2 separate regions of the Ovis aries genome follow, and region 1 is linked to region 2. Evidence: chromatin contacts called from public Hi-C data. All regions are on one chromosome and are shown on one strand. The core of a region is the stretch at or near the end of the contact, and the rest is flanking DNA. Distances in the headings are between cores, read along the strand shown.

The links. A called contact is a pair of places that touch in the nucleus more often than the background predicts.
Region 1: a Hi-C map of tail adipose tissue shows a contact between it and region 2, with 5 times the contacts expected there. The contact joins the promoter of C7 here to the enhancer-like site in region 2. A contact is called at or near these places in 2 of 16 Hi-C or Micro-C datasets (liver and tail adipose tissue).

Annotation. Positions count from the first base shown.
Region 1 is chr16:33,780,296-33,786,499 of ARS-UI_Ramb_v3.0, reverse strand. C7 (complement C7) reads left to right here and starts at 3,321. Exons shown (of 18, transcript XM_004017017.6): 1 at 3,321-3,439. The coding sequence starts at 3,434.
Region 2 is chr16:33,455,454-33,461,604 of ARS-UI_Ramb_v3.0, reverse strand. No RefSeq gene overlaps it. Among named protein-coding and RNA genes, the nearest start is that of C6, 29 kb to the left of the region's middle. Within about 2 kb of position 3,669, at least 7 of the 54 cell types and tissues checked have an H3K27ac peak or open chromatin away from gene starts, as enhancers often do. A contact at or near this core is called in liver and tail adipose tissue, where this site is marked.

The DNA.
Region 1 (6,204 bases), core at 2,072-4,571, 330 kb before region 2:
AATTCTCCAGGCAAGAATACCGAAGTGGGTTGCTGTTCCTTACTCCAGGGGATCTTCCCTACCCAGGGATGGAACCCACGTCTCTTACATCTAATCTGCATTGCCAGGTGGTTTCTTTACCACTAGCGCCTCCTGGGAAGCTCATAATATACATAGCTTGTAACATTCAGCTGCAAAATTGTTTTTTCTGAATGTGTTTTGTAGCACTAGAGTGGAAAATGTGTGGGGAAACTCTGCCTTCAGTTTATCCGCAATGTTTACATTATGTTTTAATTGCTGAGCAGTGTGGTCTTCCCTTAATATTCCTTCTCTTTCACCTCCATAAGGCACTTATCTTCATTGGCTGGCCTGGCCTTGAAATCTCCCTCAGCTGGCTTGACCATGAATTGTTTGGTTTTCCTTCTCCTTCTGTAACCTCTCTCCCTCCGTTTTTGGCTTTTCTCCTTCTTCCTGCTCCAGAATAGGGGCATTTCTTGTGGTTTTAGTCTTCGCTGTGATGAGTTTCCTATGACTTTCGTTATGTGCCCTCTGCCAAGATACTTTTTTCCCAAAGACGTCTACATTTCCAGTTCTGTGTTGGATATTTTCTCTAAAATAAAAAATGTCCCTTTTCTAAAACCACTTTTTTTCTCTTCAATTTCCTATTTCCCTCCTTCATTAATTTGTTCTTAAATTCTTCCAATTTTGTCAGTCAATCAGACACGAGATTACTTTCAATCACTAAACCCTGTGAAACCTCTGGTCCTTTGTCTTCCTCTTCTCAAAAGAGGCCTCGATTGCCCCTTGTCTGATTACTGAAATAAATTCCAAATCACATTTTCTGCTTCCCCTCCATATCCTTTCCATGTAGCCTGCACACTACCAGTGTTTAAATCATTCTAAAACATCTCTTTGATTCTTTCCTTAAAACTTGCAAAGGGTGAGTTCCCATTATCCTTTGAATAAAGCCCACACAACTTTTGCTGGTAATCAAATTTCCCACAGTGTGGCTTCCACCTATACTTGAAACTTTTGTTCCAGTGGCTCTCCACTGAAATTCTAGAAAGAAAAAACACTGTTCATATGACAGCAAAGCTGTAAAATGGGTGAGTGCAAAGCCCTTGGTGAATGGAAGTTTTTGTAAAGTTTTTAGATTTAATTTCTGCAATATGGTCTCTGGAAGCTGAACAATGCAAATTCTAAATTATTGCAGTTGCATTTGTACTTATGACTCATCCTCTGTACTGAGGATACGTTATGAAGATAAAGAAGGATGTTACTCAAGGCTTCCATCTGTCAAAGCCCCTAGCCTATCATATTATGCACGCTTTGTAAATATTTGTTGAATTTAGAATAAATGAATGAATGCGTGAGCGAGTGAATGGGAAAACTACTTTGGCAGGTGCTGTTGATATTCTGCAAATACCGGAAAATCCTGAAAATACCTGAAACTTTCTACTGGAAGTCTTTTTTTTCCCCTGGCTAGAGATGTATGTTCAACCTACACTTAGTTCAAACTGGAAGTGTCAGAGATTCAGTGAGTCCAGGAGCCACCCTTAACCAGTGATGAACAGAGTGTTGGTATATATAGCCTAACCCCTTCGTTGGAATAACTGAAACGTGCTCTTCAGTGGTTCCCAGATTTCCTCACTGGGACTGAGCTGTAATTGTCTCAGGATCTTGCACGCTGGGCTTCCCAGGTGGCACTAGTGATAAAGAACCCACCTGCCAATGCGGGGGACAGAAGAGATGTGGGTTCAGTCCCTGGGGTGCGAAGATCCCCTACATGGCAACCCACTCCAGTACACTTGTCTGGAGAATCCATCCCATGGACAGAAGAACGTGGCGGCTATAGTTCATAGGGTCACACAGAGTTGGACATGACTGACGCAACTTAGCACACACATGCACCTTGCATGCTGAAATATCTTCTATTGACTGCCTTTCCTTCTCACTCTCACTTTCTCATCCTTCAGCAGTGCTTTCTAGGATCACTTCACTTCATAAAGCAAAACAACCTCCCCAAACACAAAACCCCCAAAGCAGAAAAATCCCCAAGTCCCTTGCAATTGAATTCTTGTCTCAGAATCCGCTTCTGGGAAAACTCAAACTAAGACAGCCACTGAACTTGGAAATGCACACTGCGTGCTTAAGGAGAGTCCACAACATTTGGAATTCGTGCACTTGGAGCTGAATGAAAAAAAGATCTTTCAGGAATCAGCATCCTGTTCTCTGTGGCAAAAATTTGTTTCCACACAAATCACTAATGGCTTGAACGAAAGATGGGAAAGTTTTGTCTCTGGAAGATCACCATTAATTTATAAAGGGAGAATGTGTGTGGGGTCATTCTTTATTATTCAGACATTTTAGATATAAAAAAATATTAAAACTGAAAAATAGTCACTAATGGAATGTTTAACTATAAAATTACTCTAAATTCAAATTTCCTTTCCCACTTCATGCTTCTGTCTCTCCTCCCCATAATGTCCTAACAGCAAGTATCAGAATATTTGGCTAAATCATACAAATAAAACTGTAGCTCAACTTCAATAGAAAATCTGAAATCTTGCAAAAGTGCAGCCTTTCATGAAGTCTGTGAAAATGATGTTGGAGAACTGCTAGAATCTGTGCAAAGCCATGGAAAGTGAGGATCAGGCACAATAAGACAAGACAGCCGAAGACAGACGGGACATAAACGGTGACTGTGACAAGAGCTTTCCAAAGGATATCAAAGGATTTCTGGATATCACAGCGTTAAGGGGGATTCTTGGGAGCAATTAGTGATGCCTTTAAATATGTTTGCAAAACACAGTGCTCTTTTGGATCATTCTTCACATGAGGAAATGTATATTATATTGTGTTAGGCCACACACACACACACACACACACACACACACGATTCCATTCCAGAATTTCCATTTCCATTTTGAGTGACAGAATGGCATGTAAGTTTTTTCTTCCACAGCGTCTAATCTCAGAGTCTGCTGTATAACCCCCTTTTAGAGAATCATGAAAACATTTGCTTTGTGTGATAAATTGAAACAGGAAGGATGCTTGTTCCTCGCCTTACACAGAGTCTCCTTTGGTTGAAAACCACTTAAACATTGAAGTGAGAATATTTTCTGCTTTTCTTGAGTTACAGATGTTTCCTCAGAACTACGTTTCCAAACAGTCCCAGCTGACTGTCTCTAAGGCCTGTGCAAATTGATAAGATGCATCTGGTCTCAAGACACAGACTAAGTACAGGGCAGGTTCTCAGTGTCCCCAGAGAACCCAGTTGGGGTCAGAGCAAAGTTTCGGAACTGCTTGCTCTATATATGAATGCCAAGTGAATCCCCAGCAGGGAGAGACAGGCGGGGAGTAGACTGCTGGCCTCTTCCCACTGCTGAAAATTCACTGGGCGCTGGAGGAGGACATTTTCCTTCTCTCTGCTGCCCTGAATGTTTTCCCAAACATGAAGGTAAGATAATAACTTCATTACTTTTGTGAACAGAGCTAACTCTAAAGGGAGTAAGGTTTCACTTAAGTAACAAATAAATTAAAAAAAAAAAAGAAAAGACATGGGAAAATAGAAAAGAGAAAGTTCTGAGGGTGACTTTTAAGAAATCCTTAATTAAATATATTTAACAATTCAGCTGAAGTGAATTTCTTTTTCTTTTCTTGTAGTTTATTTTATTGGTTTAGAGGTCTGGGAATCGGAGATTGGAAGCAGTATTTATGAAAGTCCCAAGAAAGCTGTTAAGAAATACAATAACACAACTGTTATTTCTTAGGGAAAAATTCCCTCCAATGTATTTTGTTTGTTTGATTTGGAGTCATGCAATGAATCCCTGTGATTTGACTTATCTAACAGCTTTATAGAAGAGAGAATTTGGAAACTTGGAACTTTAGAATTTGGAATCTGGATGAAAGGATCAGGATTGTAACAGCACAAGATACAGATAAATGGAATGGCAATAAAGAGTTACCAAAAACACACAGTGGCCTAATGCAAAATGGCCGAATGTTAAGAAAAAAAAAATGTAGGACCAAAGATAGATGTAACTATCATAAACTATATTTCTGGGATGTAAACATAAGTTGAACCTGCTACTGCAATTTTATCATTGCAAAGTTTTGTATTTAAACTTTTAAAATTTTACATTCTAATGCTGGAGCAGTAATTTCTCAGCCCTGTCAGCTGCTAGATTGCTTTTGCTGTAACTATGCTGCCTGAGTACAGTAGGGACTCCGTGCTCACTTTCCAGGGGGATGGAGGAGGACGGAAACATGGGTCTTGAGTATTTTATGTGCGAAATTGCACTTCATTAAGTCATTGAAAATTAAACACAAATCACAAAGTTAATTTGTCTAATGTTATAATGCTAGAATGCCAAGTAACTGTACAAAGTTAGAATTATGATATAATCTAATCTCTGTCTGTTTTGTATTTTTATTTAAAAATTTAGAACATTTGATAACTTAGAATAGGATGCCTTTCCTAGAGTCATGCAGCTAGTATACTTTCTCCTAATATTTGTATTAACTATCAGTCAATTTCCTTATTATTTTATGATGAGACATCTTAATAATTGTTTTGTATTTGAAGATGGGTTCATAGTCATTGATTATTATGATATTTTTCTACTGGGGTAATATATTTACTTTTATCTTTCAGTTGGTTGATAAAATATCAACAAATAAATGATTTCTTTGTGAGCTGCATTCAGAGTTCTCACCTATATTTGAGAGTAGAGACTCATATTTTTACAGTTAATCTGAAGGGTATGCTTTTGTGATATACTGTGGTTTCCAAGTCTGGCCTTTAAGAAGGACTATTCTTTTGTCTTTTCCCTGATAACATGTGAACTGAATTCAGAGAGGTGGTCCCAGGATTCCACTGGTACTCTTTGTATCCCTTGGATAGGATATAATTGGATCTGAAGTGTTTCAGGACTTTAGAGCAAAAAGGGTTTCGCTTTGATCTAACTGTGGTCCAGACCTTCACTCTCTCGTCCCTGGACTGAGATGAAACCTCGTCCCTGGGGTTTGTAAACCTGAAGCATGATTCTCATGGGGCTGGGATGTGGTCAAGCACAATGATATCTCAGATGATGGTCTCTCTGCTCCCTCACCACACCCAAAGCTGACCTGACATTATCACCATCTTCTACCAACTATACTGTGATGGTCTTTGTGTCTTTTAAAAATGTCCCTATCTAGATTATAGCACTACCATCTTGGTAATTAAGTTCAAAAAGAAGATAGTATCTATTATTTCTCCACTCAGAGATAGCCATTGTTAACATTTTAATCTATTTCTTTTCAGACTTTAAAATGAATATGTATAAGATATATTTTATGACATTTTTATCAATCTATACGTGAATCTTTTTACTCATTGTATCATAAGCATGTTCTCCTGTCATTGATCAAGCTATAACATGCTTCGAATGGCTACTCAGTACTCAATCATATTATTATGTCATTGTGCATTTCTTTATTGCTAGTGTTACAAATTGATGTTCATTTCTAATAAAGATGTAAGAAGATTTATTTTAAAATCTACCTCCTTCTTCATCTGTATGGTGCCCTATGTTCTAAATTTACTGATCAAGATACTAATTAGGGTATGCTAAGAAATTAGATTGGATTTTTCCATGGTTTTTTCCTCTGGAATTTGGACATTTGGAACCCAGTGCATGCTACAGAAATTAGTGTTTTATTTTTACCCTAGATGGGTTCATGGTTCAACAGACAAATGTAAAAGGCCAGATGTGGAGAAATTAAAGCAGAGAAACAGTGGTTAGCTGGAAAATGTTAGAGGAAGGAGGCAGAGCTAATGCTCATTTAGTCATAAAGAAGAAGAGAAGAGAATTCTGTGAAATGTGGCCCCAGCTTAGCTACATTACACACTGCCAAGATACCATATCTTTTTAATTTTATTTATTTATTTATTTATGGCTGTGCTGGGTCTTCGTTGCTGCGTGAGGGCTTTCTCTAGTTGTGGTGCACTGGCTTAACTGCCCGTTAGCATGGGGGATCTTCCCAGAGCAGGGATCGAATTCGTGTCCCCTGCTTTGGCAGGCAGATTCTTAACCACTGGACCACCAGACAAGTCCTGTATCTTTTCAACTAAGGAATTCTTTTATAGAGTTAACTCGGATGTATGTCTATTTGTCATTAATTTATTAATTTGTAACTGTTTTGTCATGTCCATTTGATGAGATACCCTTTCCAAAGGCA
Region 2 (6,151 bases), core at 2,420-4,919:
ACCTAAAGTACACAGGCTTCAAGTATCATCCATTATATCCAAAGGGAACCACTGCCCTCTAGCTGGACCGCAGAATAAGAGAGCATGGAGCATTTCTGAGTCAGATGACCCCGGTGAGTCCAGCCAAGCACAGTCAACTCTCAGACCTAAGAAAGAGAAATAAATATTCGCTATTGTAAATCATGAGGTTTTCTGTTTGTTTCTGGCTTCAGGAGAAACTGGCTAATACAGTAGTTTATAATCTAGTAGGGAGAAATATCACCTTCCCATAAATAATTTTAACCTAATATGAAAAGATTTTTTTTTAATATTTAAGCTTTTAAAGATCTTAATCTGGACTGGTTTACTACATTAGTTGATTTAATTCCTCTGATTATACTATTATGCTTTTCTTCTACTTGATACCTGAAGAACTTGAAACTCAAAAAAGATGCATTACTTGCCTCAAATTCCCCACTTCGAGTGGGAGGAGCTTTGTTTCAAATTTGGGACCTCTGAGTTTCGAATTCAAACTCTGGGTTCCTATTATATATTATCTTTCTGCCTCTGGCATAAGTATTTTTGTTGTTATATATTCAATTAGGTTTATACATGCAGGCTCTTAGAGAAACTAACAATGGCTGATTTGGGTCAAAAAAATTTATTTTAAAGAGACTTTAATAGCTCAATTAAGCAGTGAACAGACCGAACTATCAAGCCCAGAGCAGCCTGAACCAGTACTCTGAATCACCTCCAGAACCCATGTTTTTGCTGTCATGCTCCAGGTGCAGTAGATTGGGCCTGGTGAACTCTGCTGGCATGACATCTCTGAATTCCCAACTCTGCTTCCTGAGCTCTGGGAGACTGCCAGTTTTCAGAATTTTCCTCTCTGTTTTGAGGCCAGAATATCCTGGCTGTAAACTGGGCCCACCTCATTTACTTTTCCTCTCTCAGTTATCATGCTCCTACCTTGCCTGGAATCCAAAATCTGAAGGTCTATTGTTTTATTTAGTTTGTCTGTTTTTTAGTTATTTCACGTAGTCCCTGTTACTCCTTCTGGGCCCCAAACTGAATGTAATTGCAATTGTGCAAATAATCTGTGTTATTATCTTTAACAACAACAATGGAAAGTGTGTGTTTTAAAAGGATATTGTTGCTGTTTCTCCAAAGCTGTAATTAAATTGATGTGCTTCTGGACGATGTTTTAGATTTGTGAAAATCCATTGTATGCAGCAATGAAAAAATATATTTGACAACTATGCCCAAAGTTAATGTGTGTAAGAATTTTGTAACATTTTTATTATCTAAGCATAGACCTTCACCATCACCCTTAACAGCTGCAGGATGGGGAAATTTCACACAGTTGGCTTTATTTGACAAATGCTTCTAGGGATGCTTGGTGTATGCAAATAAGTCTCTGTATATAATACATAAAATAGAAAGAATAGCTGTATGACTTCTGCCTTTCTCTCAACCAGTAAAATAGAGTTTTTGAAAAAGTACATAAATTTATAGCCTTAATTGCTTTATTTTAAATTTTTTTATTGAAATATAGTTGATTTGCAATGTTCTATTACTTTCAGGTGTATAGTGAAATGATTCAGGTATATATTCATTCTTTTTTAGATTCTTTTCCATTATAGGTTAAGATAACTAGTACAGTTCCCAGAGCTATATAGTAGGTCCTTGTTAGTTATCTATTTTATATATAGCAGTGTGTATATTTTAATCCCCAACTCCCAACTTATTCCTCCTCTCCTTTCCCCATAAGTTTTTTTTCTGTCTATGAGTCTGTTTTGTAAATAAGTTCATTTATATTATTTTTTTGGATTCCACATTTAAGTGATAGCATGTTTGTCTTTCTCTGTCTGACTTACTTGACTTATTATGATAATCTCGAATCTGTTCCTGTTGCTGCAAATGACTTTATTTCACTCTTTCTTATTAGCTTCAATTCTTAAGTTTAGTGAAGATGTAACTTATAGATTGTGTCTCTAGCCTCATTATATCTCTACCAAGAGCAGACAACCTTGATTACTCCATTCACTGCATCTTTAAAATTATTTTGATCATTGTCTGATGAATCAGAGATTATCACTGAATATTTTAGCTCAGTATGAAGGTTAAGAAGTTCCCTTACTAAGACAATCATAACATAGTGTTGGAATAGACTTTATTCAATTTAATAATGTTAAATTTTTAAGAATTTTTGACTAAGAGCTGAAATCTAGAAAGAAAGTTATGCAGGGAGTAAACAATGAGGAAACCTGTGATGGGCTTATGTAATTTCTGCTACTTTGCATTCTCGGTGACAGCATCTTAGTGTCCTAGAATACTTTTACAACAGAGTAGACAGTATAGAAAGAATGAAAGAAAGTCGCTCAGTCATGCCTGACCCTTTGCAACTCCATGGATTATACAGTCCCATGGAATTCTCCAGGCCAGAATACTTGAGTGGGTAGCCTTTCCCTTCTCCAGGGGATCTTCCCAACCCAAGGATCAAACCCAGGTCTTCTGCATTGCAGGTGGATTCTTTCCCAGCTGAGCCACCAGGGAAGCCCAAGAATACTGGAGTGGGTAGCCTATCTCTTCTCCAGCAGGTCTTCCCGACCCAGGAACAGAATCAGGGTCTCCTGCATTACAGGCAGATTCTTTATGAACTGAGCTATCAGGGAAACCCATAGAAAGACTGGATTACTTCAAATTTTACAGAAAATTGGGGGACCATTTAGAGTTTCATCACACAGATGTTTGCCCCCCTGGTTATCTACACCATTTTTCCAGAGAAGGGATGCTTTGAGGGGCTTATGAAGTTATGCTTAACAAAGAACTGATGTCTTGAGATGATCCTAAAGGATACACGTTCAGTATTTCACACTCTTGGAAGAAGGGAAGTTGGACCCTTTGGTCTACAAGTAACAGAAACAATGGCTACTCAGAGGAAATTGCATATGATGGGACAAGAACACTGATTCTCATGGAATCAACAGTAGCCATGAATCCAGGGCACATTTCCACTTCTAACGGCAACCCACTCCAGTATTCTTGCCTTGAAAATCCCACGGACAGAGTAGCCTGACAGGCTACAGTTTATGGGGTCGCAAAGAGTCCGACACAACTTAGCAACTAAGTTCAGCTATCATGTGTTCTCACACGTCTGCTGACTGGTTTCCCCTGTGTTCAGTCTATGAAGAGGAAGGTAGCATTCCATAACTGAACTCATATGATACAAGTCACCCAAAGGCAAGGACAGATTGGCAGTCCCAAGTCTTATTTCCCAGAAGAGAGAATATCAAATCCCAAGTCTTAATTCCCAGAAAAGAGAATGTGAGTCGCCATCTTGGTCAGGAGTTCACTTGCGGTCCCGTGGGGGATTGCATTACTGTGAAGAGCTCATCCTTTCAGATGATTATCTGTAGAGGGAGTAGTTCCTGAAGGAAAGATCATTGTGAAGAAAATGTCTCTGTGCCTATGAATTGAAATGTATTAATGGAAAGGGAAGAGGAGGGTTATATTATCAATTTGAAAAGTTAATGTCATGGGGATGCTGTGCAGTAAAAATAAATAATCTGTTAAATTTGATTTGGGGCTAAGAATCTGACAGTTCTATAAAGTCCTCAGACTGGACTGTATTATCCAGTCAGCTAAGGCCCTCTCATTTCTCATCCTTCAGTGACTGAAATCAGAGGGCTTCTCTGCTGATGAAATGTTGTGGTTTGGCAGTAGCTGATCTGTTTATCATTACTGTTGTTTTTGTTTAATTGCTAAGTCATGTCCGACTCTTTTGCAACCCCATGGACTGCGGCCTGCCAAGCTCCTCTGTCCATGGGATTTCCCAAGAATACTGGAGTGTGTTGCCATTTCCTTCTCCAGGGAATCTGTATGTGATACACTGGAGTTTCTTAATCTTGAGTTGAAATTGTCTGGCATTAAACTTGTCTGGTTTTATACTAAGATATCATGCTTCTAGTGACATTGATAATCTTAGCATACTCCATACCAGTCCTTTTTTTCTTGAACTTCTGCACCTGTGAGCTTTTATTAGAGAAACTGAAGGCCAACCAATTCCTTGATAAAACAGTACAGGTTTGACAAGTGGGTAAAGGAACAGTTACCTCATGATGTAGTATCAGTGGAGTTTCCTATACCCCTTCCTTCTTAGACCAGCCTCAATTTTTTTTCCTTTTGGTTGTCTAAATGAGATAGGCTTTCTGGAATTCAAATGAAAGCTTTCATCTTTACCCAACAAATACTACAGCAGGTAATACTTCACCAACTTTTAATGAGTTTTATACTTCCATGTTGGAGAAGAGAATGGCTACCCACTCCAGTATTTTTGCCTGGAGAATTCCATGGACAGAGAAGCCTGGCAGGCTACAATCCATGGGGTGGCCTAGAGTCAGACATGACTGAGCAACTAACATACAAATATGCTTTCATATAAATAAAGTATCTAAGAGGAAACTTTAATTGTAAGGAAGAGTTACCACTAAGAAAATCTTAATAGAAGTCATCAGCATTGAATGTCCACAAATAGCTACCATCTCCTCAACCCACCTGTCTGCATCTGTGTGCCCATACTCAGCCCTCACTGCTCTTGATGGTCTTAACAGTTTATTCTCCCATGTAACGTCAGATTTCACCTGCTCTTGCTTAATCAGGAAGATTCCTTTGATATATCTACCTTCTTTTTTGCTAATTATTAAATTCTCTTTCTGTTGGATGGCTCCTATCAACACATATACATACTCTCATTTCTCCCAGTTTAAAACCAAAACAAAATAAAGCAATCACTCTCATTTTAACCTCTAGCTACCCTCCCATTACTCTGCGTATGTTTTTGTAAAAACTTAATGTCACCTATTTTTACACAAGTTTTCCTCTTTTCATCATTTAATCTCCTCTTTTTCTTCAGCAGATACAATAATTAAAAATAACAAAGAAAATACTGTCAGCACAAAAACGTTTTAATCTAATTGAATACTTCACACCGGAAAACATTTTTACATAAACATTAGCATTTTGTTTTCTATAAAGCACTATGTTTCCACTGAATTATAAAACTTGATATGATTTTGAAAAAGAAAGAAAGAAGAAAAACACCAGAGAGATAGTCCTCAAAAGCAAAAATTTAAATTGCTTTAATTCCCCTGATCACTCCATAACATATTTGTGGTATCATCCAAATCTTGATTGAAATTTCTTACTAATGTATTAGGGCTTTCCCAGTGCTCAGCAGTAAAGAATCCACCTGCAGTGAAGGAGACACAGAAGACATGGGTTCAATCCCTGGCTAGGGAGGATTCCCTGGAGAAGGAAATGGCAACCCACTCCAGTATTCTTGCCTGGGAAATCTCATGGACAGAGGAGACTGGAAGGCTACAGAAAGTCAGTTGCAAAGAGTCGGATATGACTGAAGCAACCGAGCATTCCCACATATACTAATGTATTTCATTAAAAAGAATAAAACAAAGTTGAAAACCAGTATTTTTGTACTGCTTTACTGAGTTTAAATGTCCAAAAGAGATTTATGAAGTCAAATTTTATAAATTTCTTTATTCCACATAGAATGGATAAGGATTTTGTCCCTTATTCAATTTTATTTTTTTTTTAGTTTCAAGCCTGCATTGTAGTAGTTTCATCATTTTATTTAAATCTTTTATTAGCTAAAATATAAGGTAGTTGCATTTAAATGAAAGAGGGGAATTTTCTTTGAAATTATAAGAAAAGCTTTAGGTTGGAAGGCAGATCTGTGCCTTTCCAAATGTTAGACCTGGGACCCAGTCATTCAAGTGTTCCAAAGATGTTGTTTGGTTGCTCATTCGCATACGACACTTTGCGAACCTATGGACTGCAGCACGCTAGGCTTCCCTGTCTTTCACCATCTCCCAGAGTTTGCTCAAACTTATGTCCATTGAATTGGTGATGCCATCCACCCATCTCATCTTCTATCACCAGCTTATCCTCCTGCCTTCATTCTTTCACAGCTTCAGGATCTTTTCCAATGAGTTGGCTCTTCACATCCAATGATGTAGCTTGGAAATAATACCACCGACCTAGATGCTTGTTGTGAGGATTAAGATCATGCCAAAGAACTTTCTAACACAAAACTAAAGTATGTTTCAGCTAACTGTACTAAAATAGCCAAAACGCAGTTCTAAGCCAAGTAATT